2 separate regions of the Mus musculus genome follow, and region 2 is linked to region 1. The links are chromatin contacts, called in public HiChIP or PLAC-seq maps. All regions are on one chromosome and are shown on one strand. Each heading gives the region's core, a stretch centred on a gene start, on an enhancer-like site or on the middle of the called end of the contact. The rest is flanking DNA. Distances are from core to core; before and after follow the strand shown.

The links. HiChIP or PLAC-seq counts read pairs in DNA pulled down with a chosen protein or histone mark.
Region 2: an H3K27ac HiChIP or PLAC-seq map of heart atrium shows a contact between it and region 1, with 5 read pairs. The contact joins the promoter of Cap2 here to the enhancer-like site in region 1. A contact is called at or near these places in 2 of 39 promoter capture datasets (pre-B cells and trophoblast stem cells), 5 of 484 Hi-C or Micro-C datasets (cortical neurons, forebrain, myocytes and 1 more), 4 of 115 datasets of contacts at active chromatin or transcription factors (craniofacial prominence, embryonic stem cells and heart atrium) and 3 of 9 other capture datasets (adipose tissue, liver and pancreatic islet).

Annotation. Positions count from the first base shown.
Region 1 is chr13:46,440,314-46,446,748 of GRCm38.p6, reverse strand. No RefSeq gene overlaps it. Among named protein-coding and RNA genes, the nearest start is that of Rbm24, 25 kb to the right of the region's middle. Within about 2 kb of position 2,523, at least 3 of the 459 cell types and tissues checked have an H3K27ac peak or open chromatin away from gene starts, as enhancers often do. A contact at or near this core is called in heart atrium, where this site is marked.
Region 2 is chr13:46,498,728-46,505,162 of GRCm38.p6, reverse strand. It overlaps Cap2 (CAP, adenylate cyclase-associated protein, 2 (yeast)), which reads right to left and starts at 3,260. Exons shown (of 13, transcript NM_026056.4): 1 at 2,952-3,260. It overlaps LOC115488182 (a long non-coding RNA gene), which reads left to right and starts at 3,213. Exons shown (of 2, transcript XR_003950691.1): 1 at 3,213-3,298; 2 at 4,430-6,066.

The DNA.
Region 1 (6,435 bases), core at 1,274-3,773:
GGCAGACTCTAATGACTTTGCCCTGCCACGGGTTTGGCAAACTCTCTAGTGAGCAATCTATTAATGCAGCCTTAAATTAGATCCTACAAATCAGGAGGGATTAATAATTAAATGCTACCATAAAGAAAACTAGACAGACCTGGAAGATGGTAAGCTCCAAATGGGGTAGAAAATATATTTGGGGATTGTCTTAGTTTTTAGTCTTTCATCTTGGATGTAAAACCACCCAGATGAACATTGGCTGTACTTAAATAGTAATATATATATATATATATATATATATATATATATATATATATATATATATATTCATACATACATATATTATATATATTATATATATCAGTGTGCCATCATAATTCAGTGCCCTTGACCAGTTCTAAGGGGGAAAATACCTCCAGGCAAGAGTGTTGCTGACCAGACTCTGACCCCGAGGAAATTGGCACCCCTGAGGGTACTACTATATTGAGGTGCTTCTGCTCTAAGCTGTCTGGTGGCGTAACTGGAAAGTTCAGAGAGTGCTGTGTCATTCTGAGTGTATCCCGTTTCCGTGGAACAAGAGCACCGCCGACTTCATCTTCTCCAAACAGCAGCATCTCTTATTCATGGGGTTCTTTCTCTGTGGGGCCATTGATTATTGATGTGTCTCACTGTTAGGTAAGGGCTCCTGTCACCCTAGACAAATACTACCCAGTGTTTCAGCCTCACTTGGGTGGGCACAGCTGTCCCTTTGGCAACTCTCAAGTGCACTCATTCAAGGCAACCTGGGGATGGTTGTGTCCAAGCAACTCCTCAAAGGGAGAGACTTTTCTATGGCTGGATGAATAGTGGAGGGATCAGGTGATCTAGGGAAAGGAAGAAAGGGACATGGAAGAGGCTGTCATTGGGACGATTGGCTTGGATTTGGAAGATTGCTTAGTGGAAAGGGAGACTCACAGGACCTCTCTCTCAGGGGTCATGTGATGGCTAAGCAACTGCTGGCTGGGGGACTCTTTGGTGATAGAGACACGTTCTGGAGATGTGACCTCCTGACAATCACTTATGCTTCTGTGAGCCACCATAAACCTGTTTAACAAAGGAGAAGGAGAACAGCAGTGAACAACACAGCAGCAGCCCGACTGTCAGCAGGAGTCTCTCAGCTCAGATAGGCCTTACTGGGTTGATATTTCCCACTTCAGGTTTAGAATGAGTTAACCATACAACATTCTCCTATTGATTTCCCCTTATATTGTGGGGAACTGCTTCTGTGTGGCTGAAGTCATTCTTTGAGATAATAATTATCTTAATAGCAGGCTATTAATGCAAAGGTATTTTAATAAATTTGTTCAAATTTCTTGTGTAATATTGGCCAACCTCAGCATTATTTCCAAAGACACCTGTATAGTCTTTAAGTCTGCCTCCTCTCTCTCTCTCTCTCTCTCTCTCTCTCTCTCTCTCTCTCCTCCCCTCCCTCCCTCCCTCCCTCCCTCCCTCCCTCCCTCCCTCCCTCCCTCCCTTCCTTCCTTCCTTCCTTCCTTCCTTCCTTCCTTCCTTCCTTCCTTTTCTTTCTTTCAGTTTCTGGGACAGGGTCTAGCCACATAACCCAAGCTGACCTCAAACCCATGATTGTCCTGCCTCAGCTTCCCAATGGCTAGAGATGCAGGTATGCACTGCCTTATTTAGCTCATCTTTGGACATTTTCTTAAGTGGGAAGTAAGGGGTGACCATGGCTAAGCCAAAGCCCATGTGTGTCTAGCAGTGTGCATCCCTGACAGTTGTCCCTCTGCTTGTAGGGGCCCTTAAGTCTCTATTTAGAAGCTTGTAACCTCCCTCAATACTAAGATCATACCTTAAGGAAAAAGAAGAAACCTCATTCAGTACTCAGAACTCAGTACATTAAGAAAACCTGGGAAACCTCATAAAATCACCTTGTGAGAATTACCTGGAAGAACGACAGTCGTACCGATTGAAGACGGTTAGAGTTCACGAGAAGTAGTTAGTAATGAATTTTCTTGTCAGAACATAGAGTCCAATATGACATTTCTCTCTAGTCTCCAGCCTTTCACGTTGGGACCCAGTGGAGTTTCCTTCTGAGGGAGGGGAGCAGAAACTCAGGCCCGCTCAGTCATACTCTATTTCTAAGGGCAGCCATGTCTTATTGGAGATAGATATTCAGTGCCTCATCCAGACATCTCGGAGCCTTGGTGTGGATCTCAGCCTTGTAGAAACGCAGGGGTTGATTCATGGAGCATAGGAGCATACATTGACCCTACATTGATATTCATTCTTATTTTTATTTTTGGTAGTTTTGAGGCTCATTTTCATAATGCATCGTTGTAGCGGCTCTGTCCCTTCCCTCCTGGTTGGTCCCAGCTGAAACACTTGACTCTGAGAGACCCCAGAGACAGTCACTGTGCCCAAAGTGGCAGCTGGGAAAGATTAGGGAAAAAAATCCCTGCAGATAAAGGGAGCCAGTGCTGAACAGTAAGGGAGACAGTTGGGAGATTTAAAGGACATGGCCCCTCAGCAGCTGAGAGGATAGCAGTCGCCAGGGAGATACTACTCGGGAGATAAGCAGCTGTGTGCTAGCTGAAGAAATGTGCCAAAGGGGATAAGAGAAGCAACTGGTATGCAAGTGTGCACGAGCAAGACTCTAGAAGCGCCTGGAATCCAATGTGCGTGTTGGGGAAACAGCACACTCGTGGCTCTTCAAGCTGCCTTTCTTCCTACATCCCTCTATTAGAACGGCAGCAGGTGGGCTCTGAATGATGCTGGTCTTGAACCACACACCTCGGCTACTCTGCTCTGCATTGCGATCCAATGTTACTGTCATCCAGGAGGGTGAGCTTCTCTAAGGGCTTCCCTTCCTTTACAGCTTTTGGCGTCCAGTTCCACCCGTACCCACTTTCGTTTCTGTGTTCTTGTATACGTACATGTGTGCAAATGCATGTGAATATCTGCGTGTGCATATGTGAAGGCCAGGAGCCCAGCTCGAGTGTCGTTGCTCAAGGTCAAAAATCATATCTACTGATGTTTTTGAGACCGGGTCTCTCATTGGCCTCTTAGGCTAGGCAGGCCGCCATCCATCAAGCCCCAGAGATGCTTCAATCTCCCCATTGCTGGGATTACAAGTGCAGGAGACCATACCTGGCTCCTTTTCTGTGGGCTCTGCAGATTGAGTTCAGACACTTGTGGAGCAAGTACTTTATACCAGCCGAGCTGTCACCCCAGGCTGATATGTATTTATCTTTATTTTACTCTTGCTAGAACCTTCGACTCTACAGATGTTTATCATCATTAATCACGGCAGTGGCATATTTCTGCCCCAATTCACAATAGATTGAGGTCATCGTGACTGAATAGTTATCGTAATAAATAGTACTGTCAGGAAGCAGCCGTTGCCGAAGAAACTAAAGAGAAATGTAACGTTCTACGATTTTTATGAAGTGTTTTAATCGCGTATAGAACTTGCCTTAGGCTCTTCAAATTCTGTTTTGAACCCAGTACTGAAGGCTCATTTATCAAGCTCTCTGTAGAATTTCTGACACGGTTTCCACGGACACAAGAAAAGCTTATGGAGACGAGCCAGCAGCTGGTCGTTTTCTGGGCTGTCACTCTTGGTGGTTCTGCTGTCTCTGGTTCACACTAACCTTTCTTTAAAATGAAGGTGATGTACAGAGCCTGCTGTGCAGTATAATACCCTTAGTGCATTCAGTGTCTGTCGCAAAGGAACACTCAGCAAGTGGTTATCCTCAATCCAGATACATCTGGTTCGACAGAGGAACAGTGGTCAAGACAGCACCCAACTTGACATCGATTATAGCCAGCATTTCTTCTACGACACCTACATGTGACATAAAATGGCTGTAGAAGGATAGGGGAAACCCTCAACCCAGTGTCTAGCAGAGAGGTGTCATGCTCACAGTTCCCTTACACCCACAATTACTCTCTGAGTCCTCCTGGGACTTCAGACTCACCCTCTCCTTCCCAATCACTCTTTCACACTCTTCCAGTAACTGCCACCATGCTGCCAGCCATTGGTTAACACTGTCAACTGTGATAGATGATGGAACACGAGAAGTGTTTTAAAATTATTATTGGGGAAGAAAGGTTGTTTTTATTTTTAAATATGGTCCCCAAATGAGAAGCAGGAACCAAAAGTAAAATTAGAGGTCAATAAAACCTGGCTGCAGTTGTGACTGAGGCTGATTCATTTGAGCAAAGCTGTGGGCTTCTTACTGCCCTCTGGAGTCTTTTGTCTCTATCGCCTATGCTTCAAATCCATGCAGGAAATTTCTTTCCATGAAGTCAGTGCTTGCCTGACTGGGATAGAAGGTAGAGCTGAAAGCTCTGGGGAACCACACTAGAAGCTCGTAGGACTTGTTAGAGAGATGGGCAGGACACAGCATATGAGCTGGTGTGCACATGGTATTGCTGTCAGCTACCCTGTGACATCATGGTGACAAATACCAGAGGAAAACAATTTTGAAGGGAAAGGGATTTGCTTTGGCTTACGGTTTGGGGTATCTCAGTCCATAGTTGATTGGCTCCACCGCTTTGGATGTCAGACATGCCATGGTGTTGGGAACACGTGGAGGAGGAGATTGCTGACATCACAGCAACCAGGAAGCTGAGAGAGCGGTACAGGAAATGGTGAACGGAGTGACCCACAGAGGCCCACACCTTTTGACTACATGCTATTCTGTCTAGTTTAGCCTCCCACTTGTTCACTAATTCTGAAACAACCAGTGATCAGTGCACTGATTGGCTCAGTCTGAGTCCTCATGATGAAATCATTTCGTCTAAAGCCCATCAGCTGGCCACCAAGCCTACTGCACATGGCCTTTTGGGGACTGTCTTAGTCAGGGTTTCTATTCCTGCACAAACATCATGACCAAGAAGCAAGTTGGGGAGGAAAGGGTTTATTCGGCTTACACTTCCATGCTGCTGTTCATCACCGAAGGAAGTCAGGACTGGAACTCAAGCAGGTCAGGGAGCAGGAGCTGATGCAGAGGCCATGGAGGGATGTTCTTTACTGGCTTGCCTCACCTGGCTTGCTCAGCCTGCTTTCTTATAGAACCAAGACTACCAGCCCTGAGATGGTCCCACCCACAAGGGGCCTTTCCCCCTTGATCACTAATTGAGAAAATGCCTTACAATTGCATCTCCTGGAGGCATTTCCTCAACTGAAGCTCCTTTCTCTGTGATAACTCCAGCTGTGTCAAGTTGACACAAAACTAGCCAGTACAATTGACCCCTTGTCAACTTGACACACAAAAACATCACTAGTAAGCCTCAACCCTTACAATCTTATTCATCCCCATTCTAAATAACTTTAAAAGTCCCACAGTCTTTACATATTCTTAAATTTTCAATCTCTTTAAAATATCCATCTCTTTTAAAATTCAAAGTCTTTTTACAATTAAAAGTCTCTTAACTGTGGGCTCCACTAAAACAGTTTCTTCCTTCAAGAGGGAAAATATCAGGGCACAGTCACAATCAAAAGCAAAAGTCAATCTCCAACTGTCCAATGTCTGGGATCCAACTCACAATCTTCTGGGCTCCTCCAAGGGCTTGGGTCACTTCTCCAGCCAGGCCCTTTGTAGCACACGCGTCATCCTCTAGGCTCCAGATGCCTGTACTCCACTGCTGCTGCTGTTCTTGGTGGTCATCTCATGGTACTGGCATCTCCAAAACACTGCATGACCCCTTCAGTCCTGGGCCATCAATTGCAAATGAGGCTGGACTTTCACCAATGGCCTTCCATGGCCTCTCACAGTGCCAAGCCTCAGCTGTTCTGCTCAACTCCTTCATGCCTTCAAAACCAGTACCACCTGGGTGACTCTTACACATTACCAAGTCCAGCCACAGCACAAGGTACAACTTTGGCTATATCTGGAACACAGCCACTGTGCTCTCAGAAAACACTTCCCAGAAGATGTCACCTCAATGATGCTGGTCTCTTCTTAATCACCGCTAATTTCTTAGCTCCAGCTAACCAGCATCAATAGTCCCAGTAATGCAAAGCTTTTGCTTCAGTAGTTCTGGTATCTTGTTAATCACAGCTGATTCTTCAGCCCCAGCTAACCAGAACTACAGAATCTTCACAATCAAAACAGAAATGGCCCTGAAAAGAGTCTTTAATTTTCCCTCTGAAATTTCACAAGCCAGGCCTCCATCTTCTGCACTGTTCTCAACATTATCTTCCAAGCTCCTACACAACATCCCACAGAGCTCTTAACAACAAATGGATCTTCAAGACCAAAGTTCCAAAGTCCTTCCACAGACCTCCCCAAAACATGGTCAGGTTGTCACAGGAATACCCCACTCTGCTGGTACCAATTTGTCTTAGTCAGGGTTTCTATTCCTGCACAAACATCATGACCAAGAAGCAAGTTGGGGAGGAAAGGGTTTATTCGGCTTACACTTCCATGCTGCTGTTCATCACCGAAGGAA
Region 2 (6,435 bases), core at 2,011-4,510, 58 kb before region 1:
TGCAATTACCTGATGGAATAAGGATGTCGGGCATTAGCCAGGCAGTGGTGGCACACGCCTTTAATCCCAGCACTTGGGAGGCAGCCTGGTCTACACAGAGAAACCCTGTCTTGAAAAACAAAAAACAAAAAAGCAAAAAAGGATGTTGGGCATTTTTTTTTTTTTTTTGAGACAGGGTTTCTCTGCCCTGGCTGTCCTAGAACTCACTTTGTAGACCAAGGTGGCCTCGAACTCAGAAATCCGCCTGCCTCTGCCTCCCGAGTGCTGGGATTAAAGGTGTGCGCCACCACGCCCAGCATGGCATTTTTTCTTTTCCACAGCTTTAATGGCCATTCATCTGTCCTCCTTGGCACACTTTGATATTAGACCATCTTTTATTAACAAATTAGAAAGGCTGTTTATATATTGTGGACCTGAATCTCTTATCATATATTTGATCTTATGTATATACATGTGTGTGTGTGTGTGTGTGTGTGTGTATACACATTATATTTTGAGAGTTACCTATTTACAACTCTTTTGTTCTCATGCCCGCATCTACACTTGGCAGTAAGTTCATGGTCGCTCCCTTAAATCTGATGCTCATAACTTATCTAGGCTCAGCATATTCTGATGTATAATACAAAATTGATGAATCAAGACTAAAACTAAACCTTGGGATAAAGATATATGTTAGGAGATATTCAAAAGGAAATAAAACACCACTGTGTCAAAAGTAAGTTAATGTTGTTCTTGTGAGTATTTAATTTCTGGGCATAATTCAAGCAGTTGGAGAATCTAGCCGTCTGAGACTCTAGCCCAAGGTGGGAAGATGCTCTCTACTTTCAGGAGGAAAAAAAAAATCAAACAAACAAACCCCTAAACTACTTCTCTTCTGTTTCCTTCAACCTTCTTCCTGTAAACTAAGTGTGTATGTGCACATATGCCTGTGTTTGTATGTGTATGTGTGTGCTTGTATGCATGTATGTGTTTGTGGTGTGTGTATGTCTGTATGGTGTGTGAGTGGATATGCTCGCATGTATGTGAGTGCAAGTGTGTGTGTGAGTGTGTGTGATAGAGGAGAAAAATTGCTACTGGTGAAAATCAACTAAATTTCAAATTTCATATCTGTTAACACAATGAAACTCGCCGGTACAGTCCTCTCCATATTCTCCTCGTCCTCGTTCGATTTACAATAGCCAAGCTGAGTAGTTACTAAGTCGACCTTGAGGGCTGCAGAGCCCCTATTTACCATCTAGCTCTTTAGCCAGGAAGTTAGGGAACCCCACACTCCCGTCATTCCAACAAGCTAAACAATGTCTTGTGGAAAACCCCACTTCCGGCTTGCAGAACTGGTTGGTCACTATCATTTCTCACAGTCAGCTTCTTTTTTTTCCTCTTTGTCTTTGAGTCTCACTTGAGCCTAACTTTATTAAGGATTTTCAGATTCGAGGATCCGTGGAGAAATAAGTCTTTTCTTAAGAAAAAAAAAAAAAAGGTACAGTCTTGTCAAGATACCGTGCTCTGACTGCAAGTGATCGAATTAATTCTTTCCACCAGCTTTCTGTACCAGCTTTCAGTCCCTAACCACGCAGAACCACCCCGAACCCCTCCCTGCCCTCAGCAGGCTTGTATTCTAACAAAACCCCAGCAAATCGAAGTCACTCCAAAGGTGAGACAGACACCACTGTTACTTTCCACAAAGTGGTCCCAGCTACGTCAGCAAGACTTCTGAGACACCTTCGTTAGGTGTGGCAGTGCCTACCAGTAATCCAGCACTCAGAAGCCGGAAGCAGGAGGATTGTGAGTTTGAAGTCAACCTGGGCTAATGGCGAGTTCCTGGCTAGTCTGGGTACAGAGTAAGTCCGCCTCTCGGAAGCAGAGGAGCACACCTGTAATCTCAGCTCGGAAGCAGAATGATTGCTAACAGTTTGAGGTCAGCCTGGGGTTCCATGGCAAAGCTCTGTCTACCAACAAACCAAGCAGCCAAACGAACAGGCAGTGCTCTCTCTGCAAGCAATTCTGATAAACTCCCCCCCCCCTTTTTTTCTTTTTTCTTTTTCTTTTTCTTTTTCTTTTTTTTTTTTTTTTCCGTTTGTTTCTGCCTTCTCCTGATTACTCAGGCCAAGACGCAAGTCTTGGCTGTACAAAGTTCACCTCCACTTGGTAAACTTTTTAGACCTAATTCTAAATACAAGTCCTAAAAGCACAAACTCACATAAAGAACGCCTGGATTCCGACATGACTTAATGCACAGCCTCTGTGGTGTTGATGAGAATAAATAGTCTCATGTGCATGGCGGGCCATCCGCCTAAAGATGACGACAAGATTGCTGATGTCACAAACAACCCCCTATGGGACAGTCAGAGAGCTGCTGAGGGGTACCATTTTCAGAGCGGTCCCTTCAAAGCATCAGTTGCGTGTGCATTTTTTAGAAGTGACTCATGGCCTCAAGTCAGATTCTGCAGAGAAGCCAGGTCCCTTCCTTTCCTTCCAGCACCTTCGGATTGAGGTGGCACTGGCGAGGTCTAATTCAATGACACCCACCCGGGAACCCTCAGAAAGCTCAAAGCAGAGCAGTGGAGACCCCTTGAAGTTAGACCGGCCTAGGGTGCGGTGGTTGTCGGCGGGCAGGCCATAGGTGGCCCTCCAGCCCGAAACTCGCGGTCCTCAGCGCCAGGCGAGCAGCTGGAGCGCTGGGCTGAGCTGACCCAGATGAGGACTGCCCCAGTGTCAGATCCCCGCATCACAGATCCTCACATCTCCGGTCCTCACTTCCCTTGTCCTCACATCTGGGTGGCCTCAGATCCCTGAGTCTGCTTCGCCTTTCTTCCCCGCGCCCTGGCCATCTCCCACCCTACCAGGGGCGCGCAACTTGAGAGCGCCGGCCTTGGGTGCCGGGTGTCCAGGCAAGCCCCCCATTCTCCTCGCCGCCCCCCCCCCCCCCGTCCCCCTCCGCGTTCCAGCCTGACCTGCTGTAGAGCTCAGGTCCTGGCTTCGGTGATGCAAAGCCGGCTCCGGCCACTTGCGCCCTCCTCCCGCAGGCCCGGTGCTGCCTCCGCCTCCCCCCTGCACGGGAGCCCGAGTCGGTCACGCTGCTCTCGGGGAGAGTCGCCCGCAGCTTCCGGCAGCTCCAAATACAGACGGGCGCGGGAGGGGCCGGGAGCACCCAGCCGAGGGCGGGGGTGGCAAGGAAGGGAGCAGAGAGGAGACACAGATGGGCCGTGGGAGAAGAGAGATAGGAGGGCAGAGGCGATCGCCGGTGCAAGCAGGAAATGCCTTCGCCTCCTCCTGCGGGTTTGCAAAGAGCTCTGAAAAGGTCTGGCGGTCCCTGAAGGGGGTTGGGGGTGGGTAGGGCTGCATAGTGACCCGCACAAAGAGAGGGAGAATGGAGCACCTCGAATATCCTCCAACTCAAAGAAAAGGATAAAGGAGAGCAAATGCATGTATCTCTTCAGATAGATTGTAGATCTGGGGCAAGTAACTTATATACAGAAACTTTAAAAAGTCATCTGATTATTTAGAAACGAGTAGAATCCTTGGCCGGCCTACTCCAGCAACTGTTTTACTTGTAGACACTGCCCCTTATTTTATATATGTATGGTCTATGCTGACGAAACTGGAAGCGTTTCTCTCTGGTTAGCATAATTAGACAGAGAGGATCGATTTTCGATTTTCATCTGAGTCTGGAATACTGGACACAAAGCTCTTCACTGAATGAATGATTGTCAAGGGGAAAAGCTGCAGACGAAGGGAGGGGGAGAGAGAAATGTAATAGCTTATGTTCTTTTGTTTAAAATTTGAGAAAGTGTCTCCCTACAAAGCCCTAGCTGCCCTGGGACTTGCTGTAGAACAGGTTGTTCTTGAACTCACAGACATCCTCCTGCCTCTGCTTCCAGAGTGCTGGGATTAATGGACAGATCCACTATGCCTGGCCCTACAGATATTCAAAAAGCAAACTCTCAAAATTGTGTAGTAAAGGGGATTCTGGTAAAGCCAATGTTCCCTGTTGTCTTAGGGTTTTATTGCAGAGAACAGACACCATGACCACAGCAACTCTTTTTTTTTTCTTTTTCTTTTTCTTTTTCTTTTTCTTTTTCTTTTTCTTTTTCTTTTTCTCTTTCTTTTTCTTTTTCTTTTCTTTCGTTTTTTTTTTTTCCCTTCGATACAGGGTTTCTCTGTGTAGCCCTGGCTGTCCTGGAACTCACTCTGCAGACCAGGCTGGCCTCGAACTCAGAAATCCACCTGCCTCTGCCTCCCAAGTGCTGGGATTAAAGGCGTGTGCCACCACGGCCCAGCGACCACAGCAACTCTTATAAAATAAAATATTTAGTTGGGGTTGGGTATTAGTCAGAAGTTCAGTCCATTATCATCATAGCATGAAGCCTGTGGCACGCAGGTAGACATGGTGCTGGAGAAGCAGCTGAAAGTTCTACATCTTGATCTCCAGACAGCAAGAGGAGACTGCATACCACACTGGATATAGCCTGAGCATATAACACCTGAAAGCCAACCTCCACAGTGACTCCATCAGCAAGGCCACACCCACTCTAAGAAAGCCACACCTCCTAATCATGCCACTCCCTTATGGGCCTAATGGAGCCAGTTACATACAAACTACCACAACTGTCGATGTTAAAAATCACATTTAACTCAGCTCTTGGTGTTGTCAAAAGCCCACAACTGTGGAGCCATGCCTAGCAGGCACCTCTTGACTCTCTTTTGTCTGGAGTAAATGGAGACCTGCTTATTATTTGTGCTGACACATGTGCTTTGAATGAACACATATACTGGGCTTTTGAGACAAGGATACAGGCCAGGCTGGCGTAAAACTCTAAGTCCCTAAACTCACAGCAATCCTTCTGCTTCCACCTCCTAAATGCTGAGACTACAGGCATGCATCATACCTTCGATGCACCAGCGTCCACAGTTATCCACAACTTAATCCAACACTTCTTGCTACTTAACCCAGCTGTCCTTCTGTGTCTGGGGAACGGGTCCCAGGGCCTGCTGCAGATATCAAGATATGAAGATGTGTAAGACTGCTCTATAAAAGGCCATGGCATGTGTGGTCACAAACTTCTGCAACCTTCTTGCACTCTGATCGCATCCAGATGGCTTTACAGTTTTTACAATATTACATATTGGGATATGTTATAAATGCCATGTAAATGGTGCATTGCAATGTCTTGTTTGTGTGTGGTGGTCAAAGAGAAGAACGAATGAAGCATGTTCAGTGTGTTCAGCCCTATTCTAACGTCTGTTCTTCTTTACATAGGACAAAAGTTTTGAATGAACTTTTTTTCTGTGAATCTCAACGTAGTAGCTGACTCCAGCACCTTGAAACTCAGCCTGGAGGAGGGAAGATGTCTCAGTTGGCAAAGTGCTAACCTTGCAAGCTTGGTGAACCAAGCATGCTCTTCAGACCCCATATACAATGTGCACACTTCTAATATGGTTCTAATCCCAGGGCTGGGAAGGCAGAGACATGCAGATCCCTGGAGTCTGCTGGCCCACCAGACTAGCCTACTTGTACAACCTCGGACCAGTGAGAGATGCCTTGTCTCAGAGCATGAATAGCTCCTGAGGAACAAAGCTCATGGGTGTCCTCTGACCTCCATAGCAACCATATGCACAAACATCTGCTCTCTCTCTCTCTCTCTCTCTCTCTCTCTCTCTCTCTCTCTCTCTCTCACACACACACACACACACACACACACACACACACACACACACACATCTAGGCTTCTGTAGTTTCTAGGGTCTCCTGAGGTCTTGTCTTAGTCTTCTGTGTGCTGTAAAGGAGCGCCTGAAACCGGGTGCTTTGACAACATGCCCATTTGATGGTTTATAAACGATAGAAATGTATTTCTTGTGGTTCTGGAGGTGGGGGACTGTAAGACCCAGCAGACTAGTATTTGGCTTCCAGGCTGGCAGGCACCCTTGCTCACATAGTGGAGAGCAGATAGGGCAGGCAAAAAGGGGATAGATAAATGGTGTGCCCTCTCATGGTTGAGGAGCAAAAGAGATGAGTGTTCCTCATAGACTGTTATTGTTGTTGTTTTTAATAAAAATGTTACTACTAGATTTATTTATTTATTTTGTGCGGTATGTACTTGCATGCATGTGTCATAGCACATATATGGAGGTCAGAAGACAACTGTAGGAGGTTTTTTTTTTTTTTAATTCATCACACGGGGCCTAGGGATAGAGAGGGTGACAGATTCAGCACCAAGCACCTTTGTGTATTGAGCTACACACCTCCTGCCAATCTCTTTGTGAGAGCACTGATCCCAGCCCAGAGGGCCAAGGCACTCAGGATTCCCCCTCTTCAATGTCTCTGATGCTTTAATAGTCTGGCCTCTGGTATTTTGGAAGGTATGAGCATTTGACTCTGGCGGGTTACGTGTGTAGGGCTGGTTTGTAGGTTGCTAACCACTGTTGAACTTGCTTGGT